5 separate regions of the Mus musculus genome follow, and all the other regions are linked to region 1. A link is a contact called in public Hi-C, HiChIP or PLAC-seq and promoter capture Hi-C data. All regions are on one chromosome and are shown on one strand. The core of a region is the stretch at or near the end of the contact, and the rest is flanking DNA. Distances in the headings are between cores, read along the strand shown.

Evidence for each region. Promoter capture Hi-C pulls out the DNA fragments that hold promoters and counts their contacts. A called contact is a pair of places that touch in the nucleus more often than the background predicts. HiChIP or PLAC-seq counts read pairs in DNA pulled down with a chosen protein or histone mark.
Region 2: a contact with region 1 is called in a promoter capture Hi-C map of embryonic stem cells. The contact joins the promoter of Mal here to the promoter of Fahd2a in region 1. A contact is called at or near these places in 6 of 39 promoter capture datasets (the 3T3-L1 cell line, embryonic stem cells, hippocampal neurons and 1 more) and 1 of 484 Hi-C or Micro-C datasets (stem cell-derived neural progenitor cells).
Region 3: a contact with region 1 is called in an H3K4me3 HiChIP or PLAC-seq map of the SCID.adh cell line, with 15 read pairs. The contact joins the promoter of Stard7 here to the promoter of Fahd2a in region 1. A contact is called at or near these places in 6 of 39 promoter capture datasets (the C10 cell line, the HPC-7 cell line, HPC-7-derived erythroid cells and 4 more), 3 of 484 Hi-C or Micro-C datasets (CD8 T cells, LSK cells and nephron progenitors), 8 of 115 datasets of contacts at active chromatin or transcription factors (the SCID.adh cell line, effector CD8 T cells, embryonic forebrain and 5 more) and 3 of 9 other capture datasets (adipose tissue, liver and pancreatic islet).
Region 4: an H3K27ac HiChIP or PLAC-seq map of embryonic stem cells shows a contact between it and region 1, with 6 read pairs. The contact joins the enhancer-like site here to the promoter of Fahd2a in region 1. A contact is called at or near these places in 3 of 39 promoter capture datasets (embryonic stem cells, epiblast stem cells and neutrophils), 3 of 115 datasets of contacts at active chromatin or transcription factors (bone marrow-derived macrophages, double positive thymocytes and embryonic stem cells) and 2 of 9 other capture datasets (adipose tissue and liver).
Region 5: a Hi-C map of CD8 T cells shows a contact between it and region 1, with 3 times the contacts expected there. The contact joins the enhancer-like site here to the promoter of Fahd2a in region 1. A contact is called at or near these places in 4 of 39 promoter capture datasets (the C10 cell line, embryonic stem cells, macrophages and 1 more), 1 of 15 datasets of contacts at CTCF or cohesin (pro-B cells), 25 of 484 Hi-C or Micro-C datasets (B cells, CD4 T cells, CD8 T cells and 14 more), 2 of 115 datasets of contacts at active chromatin or transcription factors (kidney and large pre-B cells) and 2 of 9 other capture datasets (adipose tissue and pancreatic islet).

The regions. Positions count from the first base shown.
Region 1 is chr2:127,443,228-127,445,918 of GRCm38.p6, forward strand. It overlaps Fahd2a (fumarylacetoacetate hydrolase domain containing 2A), which reads right to left and starts at 1,338. Exons shown (of 8, transcript NM_029629.2): 1 at 1,190-1,338.
Region 2 is chr2:127,655,395-127,658,085 of GRCm38.p6, forward strand. Mal (myelin and lymphocyte protein, T cell differentiation protein) reads right to left here and starts at 1,301. Exons shown (of 4, transcript NM_010762.5): 1 at 647-1,301. The coding sequence starts at 739.
Region 3 is chr2:127,268,870-127,271,560 of GRCm38.p6, forward strand. It overlaps Stard7 (START domain containing 7), which reads left to right and starts at 1,360. Exons shown (of 8, transcript NM_139308.2): 1 at 1,360-2,011. The coding sequence starts at 1,713.
Region 4 is chr2:127,603,909-127,606,599 of GRCm38.p6, forward strand. Mrps5 (mitochondrial ribosomal protein S5) reads left to right here. Exons shown (of 12, transcript NM_029963.2): 12 at 1-78. Among named protein-coding and RNA genes, the nearest start is that of Mrps5, 18 kb to the left of the region's middle. Within about 2 kb of position 1,388, at least 5 of the 459 cell types and tissues checked have an H3K27ac peak or open chromatin away from gene starts, as enhancers often do. A contact at or near this core is called in embryonic stem cells, where this site is marked.
Region 5 is chr2:127,313,351-127,316,041 of GRCm38.p6, forward strand. No RefSeq gene overlaps it. Among named protein-coding and RNA genes, the nearest start is that of Gm46762, 21 kb to the right of the region's middle. Within about 2 kb of position 1,376, at least 79 of the 459 cell types and tissues checked have an H3K27ac peak or open chromatin away from gene starts, as enhancers often do. A contact at or near this core is called in B cells, CD8 T cells, the CH12 cell line and 8 more, where this site is marked.

The sequences.
Region 1 (2,691 bases), core at 88-2,587:
CTATATCCTCACTCATTCCCTTTCTTTGTCTTAATCTAGGTCTGGTCTTCATTCCCTGTCAGAGTCCTCTCCCTTCTGGATAGCTTTCTTTTAAAACCAGTGTGGGGCTAGGAAGACAGCATGGCTGGTAAAATGTTTCCACTGAAAGCCTGAAGATCAGTTAAATCCCCAGAACCCACATAAAAAAGTTTGTACACAGTGGTCTATGCTTGTAATCCCAGTGCCGGATAGGTGGAGACAGGTAGATTCCTGGGGCTTGCTAGCCAGCCAGTCTAGCCTAATTGTTGAGTTTCAGGCCAATGAAAAACTCTGTCTCAAAGACTAAAGTACGCGTACGCGCACACGCACACGCACACACACACACACACACACACACACACGTCTTTATACTAAAAATGAGAGAGACTGCTAGACGTAGCTCCGTCAGTTCAGGGCTCTTGGTCCTCACCTGGTTGAGCCAACCTACCCTGTTCAGGATCACCAGAGTGCCAGCTTGCAAGTCTGGCCAGAAAACCAAAGGCTTTCCATCTCCTGCTCTGTCGTTTTACACAAGTACCGCCATGCCACAGTCCAAAGGCTGGTCCAGCATATGTGACCAGTCACACCATACACTAAAACAGTACTGTCCCAGGGAAAGCCAAGTGTCTCACTTGTGAGGTCTACTATAATTCTCTTGACGGTGGCTTGGCAGGTGCTGCTGGTCCAGTTTTACAGATGAACAAGCCAAGGCTTGGATAGGGTAAGAGGGGTTTGGTTTGCCTAAGGTTCAAGGGTCTTACAGCTAAAAGAAAATTGGCATTTGAATCCATGTCTAGATGACATTGAAGTTCTTAATTCAAAAGCAAGATACTTCTCAAGCAAGATAATCTAGTTTCAATCCTGCCTACTCCTCTCAGGTCCTAACTGCTACCAGCCCATGGTCATGGCCGTGGAGGTAAGGCAGAACACCTGCTCTCTGATAACTCTAAGCCCCGCTGATGATGAATCTGTGACGGGCGCTCACAGGTTATTTCATTCTCTCGAATCACTATGACTCGCAGCACAAAGGTCCCTTAGCAAACAGCACAGCAATGGGCAGCTTGAGGCGCTGCGCCGTGCGTGTGACCCTGCTGATCTGGGAACCGAGGTCAGCCACTCGGCTCCCAACGTCCGGTTCAACTCCCTCTGAGTTGGCCTAGCCTCAGTTTACCTGGTCGTTGCAGCCGGACTTGTCCGGCTTCCTGCGCTGTCAGCGGACGCCTGCGGAGCCGCAGGACAAGAGGGGAGGGCGGAGAAGCCACAGCCAGTACCGCTGCAAGCACTTAACTCTTCTCCAAGGAATATAGGGACCGCCCCTTCGCAGTCGCGATATGGTGACGTCACGAAGCTGTCGCCACCAGGAGGACACCTGCTTCCTCCCGGAAGTCCGCCCTCCTGCTGTTAGGTACTTCTTTTAGCCACAGAACTTCCAGCAGGTGCCTAGTGTGTGCATTTGGGGAGACCGTGGCTGGCTCCAGGGTGACCCTGGGATACCCAGGCTCGGAGAGAGCGCATCCGACCTTTGAGCTTCTAATTCTGGCCAGGCGCTGCTTCTGGGCCAGGCACCTACTCATAGTTGTCCAGGAAGCACTCTGGTAGACAGTAACAAGTAGTTTTGTGCTCTAATGTTGACCCACCAAGGACAGGGATGTCTATATGTGTTGTATTCGTGGAGAAAACATAAAGGCTAGGAGTGATTTTGCCCATGATGGCTCCTGAGCCAGTAAGGGCTCGTCCAACCACTTATTTAGTTGTCTTGGCAGGTATGAAGCGATTCTGAAGGCAAAAGACACTTGTGTCCTTCCTTCAGCTACTGGGCTTTCCCCCATGAATCTTGTGTGCTGGGGGAAAGAAAAGACTGAAGCTTGTGTGTGCCAGCTAGAGGAGGAGTTTTGTCACCCAGTAAGCTATATCACAGATTTGGCAACTGGTCAGACTATCTTGTGGGATAGACTGGAACTGAGATAATGGTGGATCAATAACCGGCAAGACCACACCTTGACCAAGACTGCTTAGTTATGTACACCACTTGCTTTCTATTTGAGAATCTGAACCTCATGTCGGGACTCCAAAGATGGACTTTGGGGAGTCACTGAACCTTTTCCCCTTTCCTTTCTTGTCTTTTCTCTTTTCTTTCCAGTGTGACCACATTGGCAAAGTCGTAGCCAGCTTTTCACCATTTTTTCTTTAATGCACACAGTGAAGACAGATGGTGGCCTGTCTACTTTTTAGGCTTGTCAGGGCTCACCAACTTCACCTACTTGTAGCAGCACCCTGTTCTTCACGAACCTTATTTTAGGGGGAAAAGGGTGTGTGTGGGGTGATGGGCAAGTCCAGGCAGCAGGCATTCGGGTGGAAACATCCTCTACAACCACACCCCGAGTCCTCTGGCCTATGAAAATGTAAAGGGGACTCTGAGAAGGAGCCTCCTAAGTGAATCAAGGTCCAGACAGAGCATCCGAGGCTTCCATTGCCCCAGGAAGAAGCACAGGCTTTTATTAGATTCCTCTTATTTTTTCCCAGTGAGGCTTTTTTTTTTTTTTTTTTTTTTTTTTTTTTTTTTTTGGTTTTGGTTTTTTGAGACAGGGTTTCTCTGTGTAGCCCTGGCTGTCCTGGAACTCACTCTGTAGACCAGGCTGGCCTCGAACTCAGAAATCCGCCTGCCTCTGCCTC
Region 2 (2,691 bases), core at 51-2,550, 210 kb after region 1:
AGTGCTAAAGGACCCTGGGGACTAGAAACTGAAGTAGCTCTGAAGCCTGGCTGGAGCTCACAATAGGAAAGTTTCTCGAAGCTAGTGGGTCGGTTCTACAGTGTAAGGCTAATAGAACCCAGCCCAGGCGCAGAGTCAGCCCAAGGTCAGCCAAGGCAGGCGACAAAATTCACCTGTCTTCCCTGACTCCTCCCTCCCCTCACACAGGGCTTGGGGACCGCGGCCCAGCAAAGCACAGCCACTGTTTTTCAAAATTGGCACAGAGGCATTTCCTTCCCAGAAACTTCAAAGGGCCTGAAAAAGGCTGGCTACTCTTGATCTCCAAATCTCTGTCGCCAGCATGGAAGGGTTCTTTAGCTGGGTTTGTTTACTCAGGAGGACTCTCAGTGGTACCTTGTAAGGAAGCTGCGCTCGGATAGGAGCTAAACTCTAGGAAGAGGTTTTTCTGCACCTGCCTGGGAAATCGGTCCGCTAATTTAGAAAGGAGCAGACCACGGAGAGATGGGGAAAACTTTCCCGATTTTAGTTCCCTCCTGTGACTGGGGACAGAGCTGCAGAGCTCCCCCCCCCCCCAACCCCTCCACCCCACCCCCAGCAACTCAACCCACCCGGTCCCTTTCCCAGAGCAGGGCGCGTTATCACTCACAAACTCACAAACGAAGAGCAAGTCAGGGAAGGTGGTGAAGACCGAGAAGCCACTGGGCAGGGTGCTGCCACCCGAAGCCGCTGCCGGAGCCATGCCTGCGAGCTGGCGTCGGCCTTGGGACTGGACACGCTCGCCTCCGGCTCCGCACTGACCACTCGCTCCCTCCGGAGAGCCCAGTGGCCGCGGCGCCCTCCCGCGCGGGTTAAAAGCTGAAAAGCCAGGGTCAGAGGAGGGCGGAGCTCCGGCCACCCGCCCCGCCCGGGTCTACTGCCCTAGAGGACAAGGCTGAATCGCCTCTGGCGCCGCCCTGAAACCCGACGGAGTGCTCTCTGAAGATCTGCAGGACTGGGTTGGGAATCTGTACGCTCCTGACCTAACCCTAGTTGCCACCTGCCTGAGGGCAGTGGATGGAGCGGCTCGCGCGCTGCACTTCCCTGTGTTGCGCGCCACGCAGGTGATCACTATTCATCAATAACCTATCGGAGACTTCCCCACTTTGACATCCATTCCCTTTAACTCTAGTCGTGTCTCCAGTCTTCCGCTGGGTGTGTTAATGTGCAGCCTTCACATCCAAGCTCCCGGAGGGCACATTTCGATCTCACCGGCAGGCTGGGGGTTCTAGGGGCAACAGCAAGGCTCGTCAGGGAAACTATATGCCAGCAGGAGGGAAGGAAGTGACTCTAAGGAGAACGAATCTGAGAGGCTGTCTGGCGGCGGCGGTGGTGATGGGACAAGTTGCATTCCTGGGGCAGATATTGCCAGGGGAGATTCCCTCAGTTCTGGAGATGGGGCAGTTCTCCCCCATCCCGTGTCCTTTGACTCTATGGACTGCTGAGTCGTTTCTGGGGATTTACTCTTCTTGTACCACAACTTTACGTTTTATTTTTGCCTTTATTTTTAAACAAGTATCACACTCCAGTAACTGCCATTTAAATCACACCAATCCTTTTTTTTTTTCTTTTTAAATTACATACGGTAAGGCTAAACTCTGTTCTAGCTGAAAGGGAAATGGCCTTTCTCAACCTCCAGCTCAGATTCTGAACTTGACCTCCACCTACCCCAGTTGCCACTACTGTTCAGGGTCTTGTGTGTATAGGGTCCCTCCCACTTTCCCTCTGCACAGCCTTATTCCATTCCCTACAAGAAGTACATTTCTGGGCATATTTTTCAAAAGCAAGACTCCATGCCCATGAATTTGCTGATGAGAGCAACCGCTTATGAGAAAGGACCAGAGGTTTGAAGTGGGAAGATGCTCTGTTCTATTGTGAGCCTCTCCACGCTGTCAGCTTTGGATACCTGTGAGTGCCTCCGCCAAATATCCAGCTCCCCAGGTCAAGGCCTCTAGATAAGATGAGCTGTGAGATCCTCAGGGCCCCTTCCCCTATTCCCTCACCCTGGGCAGCTTACAACTTGGTAGCCCTGCTGGATCCTGAGAGTGTCTCTTCCTTCTAAGGAGATATTTAGTGGAGGCAAACCCAAGCAAACTGGCCACAGAAAGCCACCACCAGCCGGATATAAGATGACCAACTAGCAAATCCAGTTGAAGTTGGTTAGCAATTTCTAAGGGCGTGCATACTAACTATAAAAGCCCACAAAGGTGCTGTTGACTCTACAATGTCTTTGCCTGGCTTTGAGTGTCCCTGGTTTTGCTTATTTCAAACCTTTGTGGCTAAGGCCTTAACATTTGGGCTAATGACTTAAGGGGAAAGTACTGGTGCACTCAGGAAGGCTTGGCAGTTCCAATTCCCACAGGATAAAGTGGGGGAGGCTCTAAGTCCAGAGGGAGGATTAGCTGGTCATCTTGGCCAACGTCAAGGAAATCTGCCTCCCCATCCCTGTCTTGGTGACCCTCCCATCTCACCTGGAACCCTTTGCTCGATGCTCACCTTCCTGACCATAGTTTACCCAAATCTATCTGTCATCTTCTTCCTCAGTGAGACTGCCCCAAGTGTTAGCCAAGGATTGAGAGTAAGGACCAGGGGGACTCAGCTTTGTCTGCGCCTAGCAACAAAGGAAGCATGAGAATGACTCCATCTGGATATAGA
Region 3 (2,691 bases), core at 110-2,609, 170 kb before region 1:
CTTGGATGTGAGGAAGACAAGGCTTTTATAGGTCAGTGGTAGGGAGTTTCCAAACGGGGGATTTGGTGGGTAAAATGGGCCGGGTCACAGAGGCACACTGTAAGCATAACAAGTTAGTTTTACAAGGGTCCCTAAAACAAAGGCACGGTTGCAAGGTAGGCCTAACAAGGTAGTCATAGGTGGTTGTATAGCCTTTTGAAATAGAGGTAGGGTTGCAAGATGGTTATACACAACTTTTAAAAAACAAAGAAATGACTACGATTCTAGGAAGAGACAGTACAGAACTATTTGTGGTTAAGGTTATAGGTGGGGCATAGCTCAATCCTTGAGAAACAGGTTTAATCATAAAAAGGAGTGAACTGGCTTGTCTTTACTATCTGTAAGATGACTTTTAAGACTAAAATGGAGGCAGACTGATTCTTCACTTAAGGGGCAGCTATTATTTCCATCTTATAACTGGACAGAGAATTTTTATTTATTTATTTATTTATTTATTTGAGACACACTGTTGCTCAGGCTGGCAATTTTATTTATTTATTTATTTATTTATTTATTTATTTATTTGAGACACACTGTTGCTCAGGCTGGCAATTTTATTTATTTATTTATTTATTTATTTATTTGAGACACACTGTTGCTCAGGCTGGCAATGCTCCTGCCTCAGCCTCTGGAGTGCTGGGATTACAGACATGAGCCACCAGGCCCTGGCTTAGAATACTGATGTATCCTGAGACTCCATGTAGTAACCATTAGGTTACATACACGTGGCCAGACAGGTTTTGGGAAACCTGGTTACTCTCCTACCTTGTTGCCTCCTCCGAGTCAGAGACTGCTCAGGCCTAACGCATTTTCAGAGAGCAACGGGTCACCCGCCCTCGAGTTCTCTGCAAGGTGTTCTTCGGCCCTAAGGATGGACCACCCGTACTCTCTCGGAGCCGGAACCCAGAACCGCGTCCCTGCCGCAGATACTTAGGAGGGCTCGGGGAATCAGGGCAAGGGGGACCAAGGAAGCTGCCCCTGGGCTGTGATAGGTGCGGGGTCACGTAGGGCGTGCACCGCCCCTCCCGGGACTGTAGAGAACAGGGAAACAGGCCGGGCCTCTCAGGACAACGGAACGCCACCGCACCTGACCGTGCCTCTCCTCCGGACCGGGTGAGACGTCCCTAAATGGCTGCACCGCCGGGTCCGAGGGTCACTCTCCAGGCGCCCTTGACAGGCCCTCCCGCCACGCCACCTAGCTTGCTACCAGGCAGCCCGGAGCAAGGGCGGAGGAGCACTTTGGCTTAGCCAATGAGCGCCCAGGGTTCTGAGATGCGCCCAATCAGAGTGCGGGCAGGACAAACAGGTTAGGTTGCGCGCACTCGGCGCGAGAGGCGGACACAGGCGCACGGGACCGCTTCTGCTGTGGCCTGGGACGGCCACCGCTTTGCTTCCCGCGCCCTGGCCGCGGGGGCCCCGCGAGTTCCCGCCGTACACACAGACGGGCGGGCTGTCGGGACCGAGAGGGCCTCGTGCAACGGCGCTCTCCTCGGAAGCCACGCTACCTCAGCCGCTTCTGCAAAAAGGCATGAGGGACGGCTCCTGGCTTCTGGAGCGTGAGGTGGCCTCGGGGTCAACCCGTTAAGGGGACTGCGCGGACGGCCCGGCCTGCCTTCCCCCAGCCCTTCCTCTCCGGGGCCCCGCGGCAGGCGCGGGAATCCACAGAGGCCGACATGTTCCCGAGGAGGCCACCGGCCACCCTGGCCGCCTGGCTGGCGGGCGCGCGGGGCGGGGGCCTGCTGTCCGCGCTGGCCAATCAGTGCCGCTTCGTGACGGGCCTGCGCGTGCGGCGAGCGCAGCAGATCGCGCAGCTCTACGGCCGCCTGTATTCCGAGAGCTCGCGCTGCGCCCTGCTCGGACGCTTCTGGCGCCGGCTGCGAGGCCGCCCCGGCCATGCCTCTGTTTTGATGGCGGCGCTCTCCGGTGTTTTCGTATGGGACGAGGAGAGAATCCAGGAGGAGGAGTTGCAGAGGTGAGCCTCTTGGCTGCAGTTGGCGTCCCTGTTCCGTAGAGAAGGGTGGGCCTGGGCGGGAGGTTGGTGGGCACCTTGGGGCTTGAGCTGTTGACAGTGCCCAGTTTGCCCAGTGGTCTTTTGAGTACGATGCAATAGATTGAACCCATTTTAGCACCCCGTGTTACTGCCCCCATGCCTGTTAAATCCACTTGTCAGGTTAAAAATAACCACAAGAGAGACGACTTCGAATGGGTAGTATGACACTAAAGAAAATACTCCAAAACCAAATTAGATATCTGAGGTATACAGGTGATTTTTCGGGTAATCAGTGTACCCAGAAAAGTGCAAATTCAAAATAGGGCTTAAAATAAGCCCAAGGGTGTGTGTGTGTGTGTGTGTGTGTGTGTGTGTGTGTGTGTGTGATGTAGCATGCCATTTATAAAATGACTGCGATCCAGATGGAACTCGGGCTTTGCGCGGACAGCCCACTGTCATTGTGACTTGTGTCTTGGCACATTCAAGAAGCTGGGAGGGATTTTGTCTGTTTGCACAAAGCAATGGCCTGGATATTCTAACCAGTAAGAGTTAGGTTAGGTTTTTTTTGTTTGTTTGTTTTGTTTTTACTGTTTTAGAACTCTTCGAATACTGTACCATTATGTTTTGTCTGTGGAAAAGCCCATTGGCATTGATTTATTTTT
Region 4 (2,691 bases), core at 138-2,637, 160 kb after region 1:
GCCACTCTCACTTTTTATTTTAAAAAAAGTCCAACCTTCTTTGTTTTCAAATAAATAATTATAGATTTGTCTTACAGAGCACATGGTATATAGCTGTGTGATGGGAATGTTAGATGCAAATATCAGGAGCAATTCGTTATTTAAACTAGTAAATGTAAGTGAATTAGGACATAGCTAATAGTAGTAACATGCACAGCCATTGCTGTGACACTTAGGTCGTGTTTGTTACCGAGTCATCTGAAGATGAATGTTTTCAACTACATTTTACAGAGAAGTTGGATAGCCTGACCCGCTGAGCCACTCCCAGGCAGTTCTCCCGGCAGTTGTGTGCCGTTTCTGTCCATAAATACTGTGCCAGGCTGTGGCCTCACCCTCGGCTGTGTTTCCTGGACTCTAGGTGGTAGTGATCCCACTGTGTCTGAAGTGTGTCTCACTGTCACCTTCACTCACATGGCCCTAAAAGCAAATGCTGTTGAGTGTCCTCGTCGGCTTGTCAGGTCATGTGGCCCATTCAGGTCCTTTGTCCACTTAAAAAATTTGGGTTATTTGTGTTTTTATTATCAGCTGTAATTGCTCTTGTTGTGTAGTATAGATACAAACCTCCTGTCAGATACAACCTCAGGTCTGGGTGTTCCGTTTGTTGGTCTGCTTTGTTTTTTGTCTTCTCTGATAGACTAGTCTTATTTACCTTTAATTGGTGTTTTTTAGGTCATCAGCATAAAGTGACTGTAATGTAGTAAAGTCAGTATCTGCCAATATCAATTACACTTCTTTTTTCTCTTTTTTAGTAGTTGCTCTAGAGTTTGCTATGTATGTTTACAACGGATCCAGGTCTCTCCTAGGATCCTGCTTTGTAGCTAGTTTAGTCAGGTACCTTACAGCCATGGAGGGTTAGGTTCCTGCCCCTCCCCTCATGCCCCTGCTGCCGTTCATTCAGGCCTCATAAACCTGAGCAACACTCGTTGAGTCACTGTTGCTGTTATGGTTTTGAACAAACATCTGTTAAATCTAATAAGGAAAGTTAAAGGTTGTTTGTTTGTTTGTTTGTTTGTTTGTTTTTGTTAATGTAAGTCTGTGCTTGTGACCCCCATCTCTTCGTTGTCTTGTATCTTAGCTTACAAGGCAGGTTGATTGGAACAAAGCCCGTCGGTTGTTTGTCTGAGTCTTTGCTTAATTATAGGTCCATGAGACATCTCTTTGATAGTTGTAAGTATTTTCTCTCATACTTTCTGAGAAGTTGGGTGAATTGCTTATTTCTGCTCCTCTTTAGGTAATGTTTTCTTCTGTCTTCTTTCTCCTTTATCTTTGGTCTCTAGCAGTGAGACTATGATATGCTGAGTGTGGGTCTTACTTAGATGCACCCTCCCTCTTTTTCCTGCTGTGTACGTTTCTCTTGAGGTAGCCTCCACCTAGAAGTCCTTGTTGTGTTCAGTCTGGCAGTAAGCCCATCAGAGATGCTCCCTGCTTCGATGGCTGGCGGCATTTTGAGTGTTTTGTCTTTGTTTGTTTATTCATTGTTTGAGACTGGGTGTGATGGTTTGAATGAGAATGGCCCCATACACTCATGTATTTGAATGCTTGGTCCTGTTAATGGAACTATTTGGGAAGGGTTAGGTGTGGCCTTGTTGGAGGAGGTATGTCACTGGGGATGACCCTTGAGGTTATCTTTCTGCCTGCTGCCTATGGATCAAAATTTAAAGCTTTCAGCTCCATACCTGCTGCCTGGTACCATGCTTCCTGCCATGATGATAATGAACTAACCTTCTGAAAGTATAAAGAAGGCTCTAAGTCAATGCTGTCTTTTATCAGAGTTGCCTTGGTCACGGTGTCTCTTCACAGCAGTAGAATAGTGACTAAAACCTAACTTTCCATGTGGCCAGGGTTGATCCTTCTGCTAAGTGTTATGATAACTTGATGAGCCAGTATGCTCCACTTAGTATCAGACATCTTTTTTCTGCTTACAGTACCAGAGATAGAGCGAGCCCAGGATCTTGGACGAGCTAGACAAGTGCTCTGCCACCGAAGCACACCCCTGGCATGTTTTTGATTCTTTCATAGACTCACCCTGTCTGTGTACTTTACAGTCTGTTCCTTGGTATTGTCTGTTCCCCTGTAACATTAATCTTAGTGGTGCTGAACATTCCTGGGGTGGTGACTGTGACAGCCACTCCTGCTGTGTCTCAGGCCTGCTTCGTTCAGACTGCACCTTTGCTTCCCGTGTGCCTGTCACTGTTGCTGGGAGCTGGACATGATGTACTGGGTAAGGAGCTGAGGAAGTAGGTGGTTAGTGATGGAACAGGGGAGACAGGGGGGTGGGACGTTTTCTGTGGTGATGGGATTAGACCCCGGTCTTCTGGTGAGCCTGTTACTGGGTGCTTCTCGGTTCTACCCCGTAGGTACTAGAGGAGTCCCTATCCCCCGAGTCACACAGTCTAATAAACCAACAGTGATTTAGTGTGCCTAAGCACTTTCTCTTCACCTGCCTAGTATATTCCCCTGCACATACACACATACTCTCAAAGGAAATTTTTTTTCTAGAGCTATATTATTCATGGCTATAAATAGAAGCTAATTGCTAAGAAAGAAATGCCTCTAAGTTAGAGACATTGGAAACATCTAAGACTTTTCTATTTAAGTAGAATCTACAGGAAAATAGTTGGGTCTGGTAGTGCTGGGTGTGAATGCAGAACC
Region 5 (2,691 bases), core at 126-2,625, 130 kb before region 1:
CAGAAGACTTCAGTTAGGGTCTCATCACTCATGCAAGGGAGCTTACAACCTCCAGTTGCCAGGAGACCCACCACCCTCTTCTGGTCTCCTAGGGTACTCATATGGTGTGTGTGTATAATTTAATGTACAAATAAAAGTATTTGAAAAATCTAGCCGAGTGTGGTGCAACATGTTTTTAATCCCAGCACTTGGGAGGCAGAGGCAGATGGATACTTCTGAGTTCAAGACCAGCCTGGTCTACAAAGTGAATTCAGAACAGCCAAGGCTGTAGAGTGAGACCCTGTCTCAGAACAAACAATGGAAAAAGTACTTTTTTTTTGATGGCCCTTTAGTTAATTTAGAGTTTCACATGTCTTCTTACCTTGGGTGGACACAATGACCTTGGCCATGTGCTCATGGCTTGCGCTCACCAATATGATTGACTTACTCACATGTTTCTGTCAGCTACACAGACCAGAACACTGTTCACTTAGCAAGGAGATCTGAGACCATCAACCTCAGCCATACTCAAAACAGGCCTGACTACAGTCGGGGGGGGCAGCTTCTCCTACTCTGCCCTGGAAGGAGAGAAGCCGAGGAGAAGAGAGCTAAGGGCAGTGAGAGAGGTTGGTGGAATCAGCCAGGGGAGACAGGGAAGAGGAGGAGCGAACCTCCTGCTGCCTGAGGAGGGCAGCAGACACTCCCAGGGTCCTGCCAGGCCTGCTGGGAAAGTATCAGGCCTTTGTTCCCAGTCATTTCCCATCTCTTCCTGTCTCTTTGAACTGAGTCAAAGGGCTGGTGTGAGGGAAGTGGCCCCACAGTGGCCTATGGATGGATTTCTGGGAATTATAGAAAATAGCGGATGTTGTATAGTAGAGGCAGGAAGAAGCAGATTTGGAGGCTCTTGTCCTCTGGCCTCAAAGGCCTCTCTGGTCCATCCTGTGGATTCTCTTGGTCTGGCTCACACCAAGAGGCCACCGCTGCGGGACTCCTGTAGCCCAAGGGAGCTTCAGCCTGCTAAAAGATCCTGCTTGAAGCCATACAGTGTGTTAGTGTCCATTAGCTTCCAGCCTGTATCTTCAGCCTTCACCTAATTCTTACCCTCCTCACTCTCACCCTCACCGACGACCTATGAGGAGGCTACCCCAAGTGGCCACACTAGACACATTTGAGACTGTCACCTCAGCAGTAAATTCCTCAAGCCACCAAGAAGCTTAAAACCAAGAGATCTGTGGCCTGCCTTTACCTCAGAAAAGCCACGTGAAAACCCAGGAGGCAGGGTGGGGGCCCAGGGCGTGGGGCCCAGTTTTGTCAGAGGGTCGGAAACAGGATGTGAGCAGAGAGGGGGGTGTGAAAAATAAGGTGGCTTCCAGCAGAAGGGGCCACTTGGCACTGTGTGTTCTTAGCTGTGGAAAAAGACCCTGGGCTGTGTGGGTGTCATCACATCCTGCTGATAACCAGCCCCCCCCCCAGCCTTGCTTGGCTCCCTTTCAGAGCATGGTCTGACCCCTGGGCTTGGGGCAGGGGAGAGGGTGTCTGTTGAAAGAAGGACGGGATGTGACCTTTCAGAGGGTTGAGATTAACTAGTGTTCCTGACTCCCCAGGGAAGCCTGGTATTCAAGGTGAACCTGAACATAAACCGAGGCAGGCAGAGTGGGCTGTCCATCCATCCAATGAATGGAAAAACAGTGACATCCAGGCACTAGCTGGTGTGACAAAGCAGAACTGCCAAGGCCTACTCCCCGATGTCAGGGAGCCCTGGTGGGTGGACATAGAATAAAGCCTAAAAGGGGCAGAACCTAGGCTCTGGGTGGCTCAGGGACAAGCCTTTGATTCAGCCTGGGCATCTGCAAAGGCTTCTGGGAAGAAGTAAGGCCTAAGAGGAGTCTCAGAGGATGGGCAGGTGTGTGTACAAGTGTGTGTGCATGTGTGCATGAGTACATGTGCTTGTGTATGTGCATGTAAGTGTGTGTGAGTCTGTATGTTTGTGTCTGTGTATATGTGAAGGTGAGGGGATGTTGTGAGCCTACAGTGTGTCACCAAGGCCTTCTGCCCGCAAGAGCCCACTCCTTTGACTTACATGGGGTTTTTCTGGCACAGCTTTCTAACCTGGCTTCTCTACTCAGCTGAGGGGTTGAGTCCCTGAAAGTCCCTATAGCTCCCCAAATCACCATCAGCCATCTGATGGACCAAGGCTTCTCACTTGGCTTAACACCAGACTCTCCCATCAGAAACCCATTCCTATTCAGTTTCATATAGAATCTAGACCTTTCTCTTTTATTATTTATATTTGAGACAACATTGTACACTAAGACCTTTTTTTTTTCTTTCTTTCCTGAGACAGGTTTCACTGTGTAGCCTTGTTATTCTGGAACTCATTACATAGACCAGGCTGGCCTCGATCGAACCTGCCTCTGCGAGCGGGGATTAAAGGCACAAGCTACCACTGCCCAGCTATGACCCTAGTTTTGAAGCATCCTTTTTCCAGCTTGGCTTGGGTTTTCTTTTAGATCAGTGGTCTGAGTGACCGTCCTCTGAACCAAACAACCACTATCCTGGGGAGTCCAACTGTGCCTTCTTACAAAATGATTGTCCCTCATGGAGAGATCATGAAACCTCCCTCAGAGTATCCAGTTGCTCCCTACTACCTGTTACATATGCAACTCTGTCTTAATTGATGTGGCCTCTGAGAGGAACTAGAGTATATGGGGA